Linked DNA regions of Pan troglodytes: region 1 is linked to region 2. A link is a contact called in public HiChIP or PLAC-seq data. All regions are on one chromosome and are shown on one strand. Each heading gives the region's core, a stretch centred on a gene start, on an enhancer-like site or on the middle of the called end of the contact. The rest is flanking DNA. Distances are from core to core; before and after follow the strand shown.

Region 1 (4,699 bases), core at 735-3,234, 430 kb before region 2:
GGCTGGTCTAGAACTCCTGACCTCAGGTGATCTGCCCACCTGGGCCTCCTAAAGTGCTGGGATTACAGGCATGAGCCACCAGGCCCGGCCTTAAAATTCTTAATAATGTAACAAAGGGTCTCACGTTTGCATTTTTGCAGTGGACTCTGCAAGATTTGTAGCTTTGGACCACGCTTCTCTTTGCATTCAGATACCTTCTTTTTTGCCTTATTTGCTCATGCAGACCGGGAACAAATACGGAATTGCGGTGGGTAAATGTGGTGCAGAAAGTGAACAACTGGGTTTGTCCTGTCACTTTAGGCTTTTCCCTGCTGTCCCAACTTCATGTCACTTACTTGCTGTTAGATTTGGGAGTTCATTAGCTTCATTTTCCTGATGTATAAATAGGAATAATAGTAACAGCCTCTTTGGCTTTTGTAGGAAGTAAATGACATGAAGCGTATAAACAAATACTGCATGACAAAAAATATTTGTCCTTATTTGTTGAGGACATCCAAAGGACATTCAGGGGTAAAAGTAATCCAAGAGTCAAGACTGAATGCCTAGTGCGGGAAAAGACACACAAGACAACATTTAGGGGAGCTGGTACAGAAATGACTTCCCAGGAAGGAAGTCTGTACCCCGCTGGCTGAGCCATCCTTCCCGGGCCTAGGCACCCTTGTCAGCGCAATGAGCAGGGGAGAGAAGGCAGGCTGCAGTGCAGCCCTCAGAAGGGCCAGAGCACTCCCTGGCTTCAGTCCTTCGCTCCAAGCCCTGTGTGGAGTGGGCTGTGGCTTGGTAACTAAATGCTACTTCAGGTCAAGAGCAGGGGATACATCTGGGCAGTTCTAGAGCATTCTAAACTATCTGGACACTAACTGGACAGTGGACGGTTCGTGTTTAATCCAGGAGAAAGTGGCATGGCAGAAGGTTCATTTCTATAATTCAGGACAGACACAATGAAGAACAAGGGCAGCGTTTGAGGTCAGAAGTCCTCATTTACGGGGGTCGAATACGAATGATCTCTCCTAATTTTTCCTTCTTCCCCAACTCAGACGGATGTTACATCCCTGCTTAACAACAAAAAAAGACCCCCCGCCCCGCAAAATCCACACTGACCACCCCCTTTAACAAAACAAAACCAAAAACAAACAAAAATATAAGAAAGAAACAAAACCCAAGCCCAGAACCCTGCTTTCAAGAAGAAGTAAATGGGTTGCCCGCTTCTTTGCCAGGTCCTGCGCCTTGCTCCTTTGGTTCGTTCTAAAGATAGAAATTCCAGGTTGCTCGTGGCTGCTTTTGACGTTGGGGGTTAAAAAATGAGGTTTTGCTGTCTCAACAAGCAAAGAAAATCCTATTTCCTTTAAGCTTCACTCGTTCTCATTCTCTTCCAGAAACGCCTGCCCCACCTCTCCAAACCGAGAGAAAAAACGAAATGCGGATAAAAACGCACCCTAGCAGCAGTCCTTTATACGACACCCCCGGGAGGCCTGCGGGGTCGGATGATTCAAGCTCACGGGGACGAGCAGGAGCGCTCTCGACTTTTCTAGAGCCTCGGCGTCCTAGGACTCACCTTTCCCTGATCCTGCACCGTCCCTCTCCTGGCCCCAGACTCTCCCTCCCACTGTTCACGAAGCCCAGGTGGGCCGTCGGCCGGGGAGCGGAGGGGGCGCGTGGGGTGCAGGCGGCGCCAAGGGCGCTGCACCTGTGGGCGCGGGGCGCGAGGGCCCCTCCCGGCGCGAGCGGGCGCAGTTCCCCGGCGGCGCCGCTAGGGGTCTCTCTCGGGTGCCGAGCGGGGTGGGCCGGATCAGCTGACTCGCCTGGCTCTGAGCCCCGCCGCCGCGCTCCGGCTCCGTCAGTTTCCTCGGCAGCGGTAGGCGAGAGCACCCGGAGCAGCGTGCGCGGGGGCCCCGGGAGACGGCGGCGGTGGCGGCGCGGGCAGAGCAAGGACGCGGCGGATCCCACTCGCACAGCAGCGCACTCGGTGCCCCGCGCAGGGTCGCGATGCTGCCCGGTTTGGCGCTGCTCCTGCTGGCCGCCTGGACGGCTCGGGCGCTGGAGGTGGGTGCCGCGCCTCGGAAGGCGGGGGGAGGCTGCACGGTGGGGACGCGATACCCCCCAAGACCTTAACCCAAGTCTTTAATGCAGAGAAGCCGGGGGTCCGTCAAGGGGACCCCTCTCCTCTCCGCCCCCGCTTGCGGACGTCCCGCGCATCCCCGCTTTCGGCCCAGCCCTGCCCCAGGGAGTCGCGCTCCGGCCCGCGGAGAGGGAGCGGGCGAGGCGCTGGTCTCCCTGGTTCAGCGCCAGCCCGGGGCGAGAAGGGTAGGGGGCGACCCTGAGCCCAGACCCCGACTTAGTCCCTGCCTTGGAAGCGGGGGTCGGGGGAGGCGAGAGATATTCAGACGGGGGGGAAGGGGGAAGGAGCACGTGGGGAAAACCGAAAACGCAGCGTCCCTGAAGCCAGTCCTCCGCTCTTGAATCGTTGCCCTTTCCTTTCTCTTGGGCCCTGGGGAGGAGGAGGAGTCGGGACAGCCCAGGAAGCTAGGAGCCCCTCGCTTTTCCCTGCGTTCTCCGCCTCGTTTCACCTTCCTCTCTCACCCCCATCCCCCTTCCTTGCTCCAACCTCCTTTCGCGGCTGCTGGCGGCGGCTGCCTGGGTGCGACCCTAGCCCGAGCCGGCGTCGGGGTCGCGCACCGCCTTCCACAAGCAAACTTTGTGCATTTCCGCGTCTCCCTTTTGTGTAACTTGCGAGAAATGGGAGGGGTCGGAGACCCATAGCCACCCCGCGCCTTCCCCAAGTCTGGACGTCCCGGGAGTTCGCTCGCACCCTAAGCTTCTGTCTGAGAGGCAGAAGGTCCGCGGGAACAAAAGCCGCGACACCCCGCCCTCGCCGTGGGCCGAGCCGCGTTAGTCTCAGTGCGCCACCGAGGCTCCCGCCCGGCTCCCTTCCCGGCGCGGCGCGTCCGCCTGGGAGGGGGCAGAGACGCTGCCGGGGCCTCTGGCGGAGCCTCGGGGCTCCTCTGCTTCCCACCCTCGGATCACCTCCGAGGCTTAATTCTGTGCCGGGCTGTAAAGTCCTTGGCGGGGAGGAAATGAGGCGGAGAGTGGGATGTGCGTCTGGAAAGGGCAGTGGCGGATGGTGGGGAGGCACGGGCTCTGTCCTGTGCATCCAAGGAGGCGTTTGTCTGATTAAGGCGCGGCCTCTTCCCTGGCAGCTCTGGGGACTCTGGTTTAGTTCCCCTGGGGGCACAGGATGCTGGGGAGGGTCCGAAGGGTCTTTTTTTTAGGGTGCAGATAAAAGGATCGAATTGAGTGAAGATTAAGACGGAGAAGATGGCGCCTCTGCAGTGCAGCAAAGAAAAGCTGTGTGGAGGCTGCAGCCTAGTGAAATCCACCCACCACTAGGTGTATAACAAGTCTTCCCCATTCATCCAACTCTCGAACATTCAGCTAACGCCCGTGCACAATGACTGTTTTTCTTTACATCTGAAGATGCTTAGAAGTTGTTTGCATGACAGTTGGGCCAGAGGAGGCTGTATTTCACTTCGGTTGGGCTCCTGTTTGGCATCTTAACATTTGCAACCTTCCTTCCCCGTTTTTCCCCTCTTTTCCCCCAGCCTCCTAGTAATTTTCCAAAAGAAAAAAAGCAATTTCCGGACAGATGTTTTCCTGTAATTCCACTGAGGCTGTACAGACTATCACACCATTAGTTTTTTAGTTTCTAATTTGCAAGGTCATTGAACTTTTTTCTCTTCTGATTTTTACCCACAAGTGGCTCAGGAATCACCTTAGGGCTAGTTAAGACAGGTTGTTTTAAGAGTTAAAGAATTTCGTTTTCCATGTTTTAAAAAAATGCACTTAACTAAGAGAATTCTGATTTCTCTCATGACTTACTTACATTTATTTGTAGAATTATTCCAGTTTTCCCGAATGGTCTTACTACAGATTAAAAACCATACGTTTAAGGAATTAAAAGCATATGATAACCGTATTTTTGAAGCTTTTGTCAAAACTTAAATAGTAACTTTGTTGAGCAATATTTCTTTCTGTATAAAAAGAGGAAGCATGTAGGCAGATTCGAATTTAGTTTTTGGTCTGTTTAATTGCATTAATTTGCTCTTTCTGCCATCTTTTGGGACCTTTTCAGTAGCTATTGTTAACTCCTTTAAAGGGTGGAGGTGAGATTCACATTATGCCATTTTGCGAAGTGTTGGTAGAAGGGTAGGTAATTCAGTCTACTGAGGTTTGAGGGTGGTTTATCTGGTTCTCTCTGTGTCCACTGAAAAGATGTAATTACGAGTTGACTGTCTTTTATAGAGCTTAGAAAATAGGTCTGCTGCAGGTGGCTGTAGAAAAGAAATGAATAAGGGCAATGATAGTGGGGCCTTGGCTATCGGGGGAAACATGGTTATTATCTGGGTTGATGATTTTGGCTGGTATGTTGATAGAGGTGTGAGTTTAACAAACCCTAATCTATATGATGTTTCACTACCCTAATATTTATTTATTTATTTGTTTTTAAATCTAGCTTCCTCTTAAGTTTTATTTCCCTCTGTTGAGGGTTTAACCTAGTCACAATCATCTTACCTTTGTGGTAGTGCTAATTTATAGTTTATGGAAACCTGCTGCTACTGACTAGTACCTCCCTAAAGGTAGAAGCCGACACACAGAATAGTAAAGCTCAGGTTTGATGGTGATCTGTAAGGAGTCATGGTTCTTG
Region 2 (4,700 bases), core at 58-2,557:
AACTGCACATTTTCCTAAGTTATCAAATGCTTTTCTGTGTCTGAGGAAATTAAAAGACATTTTTATTTTCAAAAATAAAGGTAGCAGTTAAGAAAAAGCAAAGCATACATATCTATGTAATATAAAAAGAGAAAGCACATACAGTGAAAGATTAACAGTTGGGACCCTCAGGTGAAGGGTATCTGCGTGTTCACTGCATGATTTTTTCCCCAATTCTTCTGTAGGTTTGGAGTTTTATATATAAAGAGTTGAGGGAAGGCTAAAGTCAACAGTTTTAATTTAGTACTCGGTCTGATGATTTGCTTCAACCTAACATCTAGCTCATGATTTAATTACTTCATTACTATACATGCCTCATGACAGATGATCTTGTATACACAATTCAGGTAAAATTGACTTGAAGTCCACTCAGCGTCACTGTATGTCTAAAAATAAAGAAGCTTGGAAAGCCTGGATGGAACCCTGAGAGACAGGCTAGTCCCTCAAGCAGTTGCTAAAGAGTTGAGCGGTTTCTTCTGAAGTTCAAGATAACACTACCGAAAAATGTTATCACCGCCTCGTTCTACAATTCGCTCAAGTGAATCCTGCTAAATCTTTGCTCTTCTCACGAGTCAGACCTACTGCTATTAGTGGAAACTACTTATGAAATGAATTTTATTTCTAAATTTCTAATCATCTTGCAATGCAATATTAGGCATGTCCTCTCGGTCCGCTAACCTGATCAAAACGGGGTCCCTAAATCCAAACACGCACATACAGCGTGTCTTCTAGTACACAAAAAAATTTCCAAGTAGACAACCCATTGTTATCTCCTTGGTTTACTTCCTTGCTTAAAAACAAAAAAAACAAACCCAGATGGCTACCATATACGCTGATAAATGATTCTGGTGTGTGTGTTCTATAAAGAGAGCGGATTTGAAATGAGTGAATCGCTGAGTCCCGCGATGAGACAGGGTCTGCATTTTGCTCTTAAAATCTCGGGGGCGTCAGGACCACATCCCAGCTGAGCAGGCTGAGACTGCTGAGGCGTGCGGACGGGCGAGGAGGGGACGCGGAAAGGGGGGAGCGGCGACAGGCGACCCGTCCGGCACGGGTCCCGGCGGTGCCCGGTCCCCCCGGGCTCCAGGCCGCTGGCCCCCGCCCCTCCCCTTCGCTCCCCGCACAGCCTCTCCCGCCCCTCCCCACCCGGCTCCCTCAAGTCTCCACGAACGGAAATGGGAGTCACAGCGCCGGGGACCAGCGGAAACAAAACACAGAGGCGGCCGCGGGGGGGGCCCTTGTGGGGGAAAAGGCCCCGGAACGAGGCCGGCCCGCGAGGGCCCGCGCTCCCCTCCTCCCCGGCGGCCGCACTCACCCGCTCCGGAATCGGCCCTGTCGCCCCCGCCCGCACTCCAGAGCCGGCTGAGAACGGCAGCGGCGAGGGCTCCACGTGCAGCGTCTCTCCGGGTAAGACCTGCAGCTCCCGCGACTAGAAGTGTGAGGCCCCAGGGCCCTTCCCGCGGAATCGGCGCTGAGAAGCCCCAACCCCCCTCCCGCCTCCCAGGCACCTTCGGGTCCAGGACTACAACTCCCGGCAGGGTGCGCAAAACGACCGCCCAAGGCAACGCAGGCTCACGAGGCACAAGGAAGCACAACGCCCCAATCCGCTTTGTTTTACACAGTCTCACTTTCCCTGCACCATTATACACTTCGATAACCCTAACGAACAGGACGCTGACTCGGAGGGGAGCTTGAACTAGGGGAAAGGCCAGTCAAAGAGCGCATGCGTACAGAGCAAGGTTTCAGGGAGGGGAAAAAGAACGGGTCAAATTAGGCGAAGAAAAGATGGCGGAGGCTGTGCCAGGGGACCCGGAAGCACTTACCCTCCACTTCCTCCTCCTGTTTGGCTTCTGTCTCACCTAGACCCGTCCGGTCGCAGACTGTCTCCGAGACGCTTCCTGTCCGGTGAGCGTCGACCGACTGAAACGGCGGCCCATAATGCATTGCGATGGCGGGTAGGCGTGTGGGGGCGGAGCCAGGGCCGGAAGTAGAGCGGAGGTGGTGGCGGCGGAGGCTTTGGCAGCTCGGGACTGAGTGCAAGGTGACTGGGAGGGTAGCTAGATCAGCGTGGCCTTTTGGGACTCCAGTTCTGGGTTTTTTCACGAGGCCTGGGCTGCCTCTCACCTTTACTAGGAGGAGAGAGCAGCTCTGTGTCCTGGGGACCTTCACGGCCTGGCCCGGGGTCACAGCTGACCTCTACGTTTGTAGACCTTGGAGTTTGCCGTAGACCCAGAAATAAGATCGATACCCTCTCTGAGGGCAAATCGGGGAGGCGCGGGGGGCAGGGAGGCCCGGGGGTCTCGGGCCCGCAGCCTGGCTGGGGCAACCCAAGGTCAGGCGCGCGGGAGAGATTTTCGGCCAGGCCTACCCGCCCCGGGCGCACGGGAGCGTCTAGGCTACTTAGGCAGAACGTGTACCATTAAGAGGGAAAAAATTAGTCATAATCTTGAAAGTTTGCATCCCACCTAAAAACGATGGTGCTAACACTTCATTAGGCGACTTTATGGATTGTTCATAGGAATATGCACTGAAGAGGCAGCGAACCTACTAACCTTTGGCCGGTCGGTCATCACTATAAATAGGAGAACCATGCTCCCACCCAGAACAAGGCCTCTGCTCAGACTAGTGTTTTCTTACTGTTGCCTTCCCCAGTCTTTCTGATCATGTCAGACGCTATCATATGCTCTCGTGGCACCCGATGGTACTGGAATAGAGAATTTATGTCAGGTGGTATTTCACAGCTATTTGTGTAATGACTATCTTCTGCGTTTCAGTGGACAATATGCATTCACTAATCAGTGGAAAAAAATGAAAGGGATTACAGCAGACGGAACAAGTTTTGATATGGGATTATGTGTTCGTTTTTTGGATGAGTTCGTAGGACTTATAAGGGAGATGAGAACTGTTGAATGCTGTGGATAGATTTGGGGCTCAGGATGAATACTAAAATTAGAAATGCGATTGGGGAATCATAGGCACTTACATGGTGGATAATTGAAACAATGAAAGTGGATTTTACCCGTGTTGCAGAAGGAGTAACATCTATGCAGTCAGACTTAGAGCAAATTAACTGTGTGAATACGTGCAGCTTAATCTTTCTTAGATACAGTTTTATCATCTGTAAAGCAGGGATAAGAACACTTTCCTTTAACTCTTTGAGAGTATTGCTGTAAGGGTACAAGGAAAGGATATGTATGGAAGTACTTTGCACAGTATCTAGGGCTAAGCAAATGTCGGGTGAACCTATTGCTGAATGTTAAGCATGTCCTTAGCTTGCCAGAAGGGAAAGTGGCATTGAATTACACAATTTTTTTTTTTTTTTGCATATATGTGTTAAGTTAGATTTTGCTGTGTAACTTTGACCAGATTTTTTTTGAGACAGAGTCTCGCTCTGTCGCCCAGGCTGGATTGCAGTGGCACGATCTCCGTTCACTCCAAGCTCCACTTTCCAGGTTCACGCCCTTCTGCCTCAGCCTCCGGAGTAGCTGGGACTACAGGTGCCCGCCACCACGCCTGGCTAATTTTTTGTATTTTTCAGTAGAGACCGGGTTTCACCGTGTTAGCCAGGATGGTCTCGATCTCCTGACCTCGTGATCTGCCCGCCTCGGCCTCCCAAAGTGCTGGGATTACAAGCGTGAGCCACCGCACCCGACCACTTTGACCAGATACTTCTAATCCTCAGTTTCTGTGTGTTTAAACATAGGAATGATAATAAGTGGCACATGACCTTGTGAGGTCATTTGTTGTTTGCTTGTAGTCTTTTCTCAAGTATTTTTCCCTGATGGGGTATAAAAGTGATATGTTATGAATTTTTTAATTTCTTCAAACAGTTTGCTTTCGTTCTGTCAGGTGAAGCATATTTTGTTGATTGCATTGATAGTAGGATTTCTTTTTTTTTTTTTTTTTTTTTTTTGAGACAGAGTTTCACTCTTGTTGCCCAGGGTGGAGGAGTGCTGTGGCGCAATCTTGGCTCACCACAACCTCCGCCTCCTGGGTTCAAGGAATCTCCTGCCTCAGCCTCCTGAGTAGCTGGGATTACAGGCATGTGCCACCACTCCCAGCTAATTTTGTATTTTTGGTAGAGACGGGGTTTCTCCATGTTGGTCAGGCTGATCTTGAATCCCTACCGCAGGTGATCCACCCACCTTGGCCTCACAAAGTGCTGGGATTACAACAAAGTGCTGGGATTACAGGCGTGAGCCATCACGCCCGGCCTGATTGTAGGATTTCTTTCTTTCTTTCTTTCTTTTTTTTTTTGAGACAGGGTTTCACTCTGTAACACAGGCTGGAATGCAGTGGTGCAATCACAGCTCACTGCAGCTTCTACCTCCCAAGCTCAAGTGATCCTCCGGCCTCAGCCTCCCAAGTACCTGGGACTACAGGCACCCACCACCGCATTTGGCTATTTTTTTTTTTTTCTGTAGAGATGGGGTCATACTGTGTTGCCCAGGCTGGTCTTGAATTCCTGGGCTTAAGTGATCCTCCTGCCTTGTTCTTCCAAAGTGCTGGGATTACAGGCATGATCCACTGCACCTGGCTCATTGTAGATTTCTTTTGATAATTTTTACATGCCATTCCAGAGTTTGTCAACCTTGGCATTATTGACATTTTGACCAGATAATTCTTAGGGGTGGGAGGGCTGTTATTGTCGTTATAGTGTT

What was found. HiChIP or PLAC-seq counts read pairs in DNA pulled down with a chosen protein or histone mark.
Region 1: an H3K4me3 HiChIP or PLAC-seq map of stem cell-derived excitatory neurons shows a contact between it and region 2, with 5 times the contacts expected there. The contact joins the promoter of APP here to the promoter of ATP5PF in region 2. A contact is called at or near these places in 1 of 7 Hi-C or Micro-C datasets (stem cell-derived neural progenitor cells) and 1 of 1 datasets of contacts at active chromatin or transcription factors (stem cell-derived excitatory neurons).

Annotation. Positions count from the first base shown.
Region 1 is chr22:26,949,043-26,953,741 of NHGRI_mPanTro3-v2.0_pri, reverse strand. APP (amyloid beta precursor protein) reads left to right here and starts at 1,984. Exons shown (of 18, transcript NM_001013018.1): 1 at 1,984-2,040. The coding sequence starts at 1,984. LOC134809245 (a long non-coding RNA gene) reads right to left here and starts at 1,625. Exons shown (of 3, transcript XR_010154489.1): 1 at 1,553-1,625.
Region 2 is chr22:26,518,142-26,522,841 of NHGRI_mPanTro3-v2.0_pri, reverse strand. ATP5PF (ATP synthase peripheral stalk subunit F6) reads left to right here and starts at 1,307. Exons shown (of 4, transcript XM_001158637.4): 1 at 1,307-1,446. GABPA (GA binding protein transcription factor subunit alpha) reads right to left here and starts at 1,966. Exons shown (of 10, transcript XM_024352453.3): 1 at 1,863-1,966.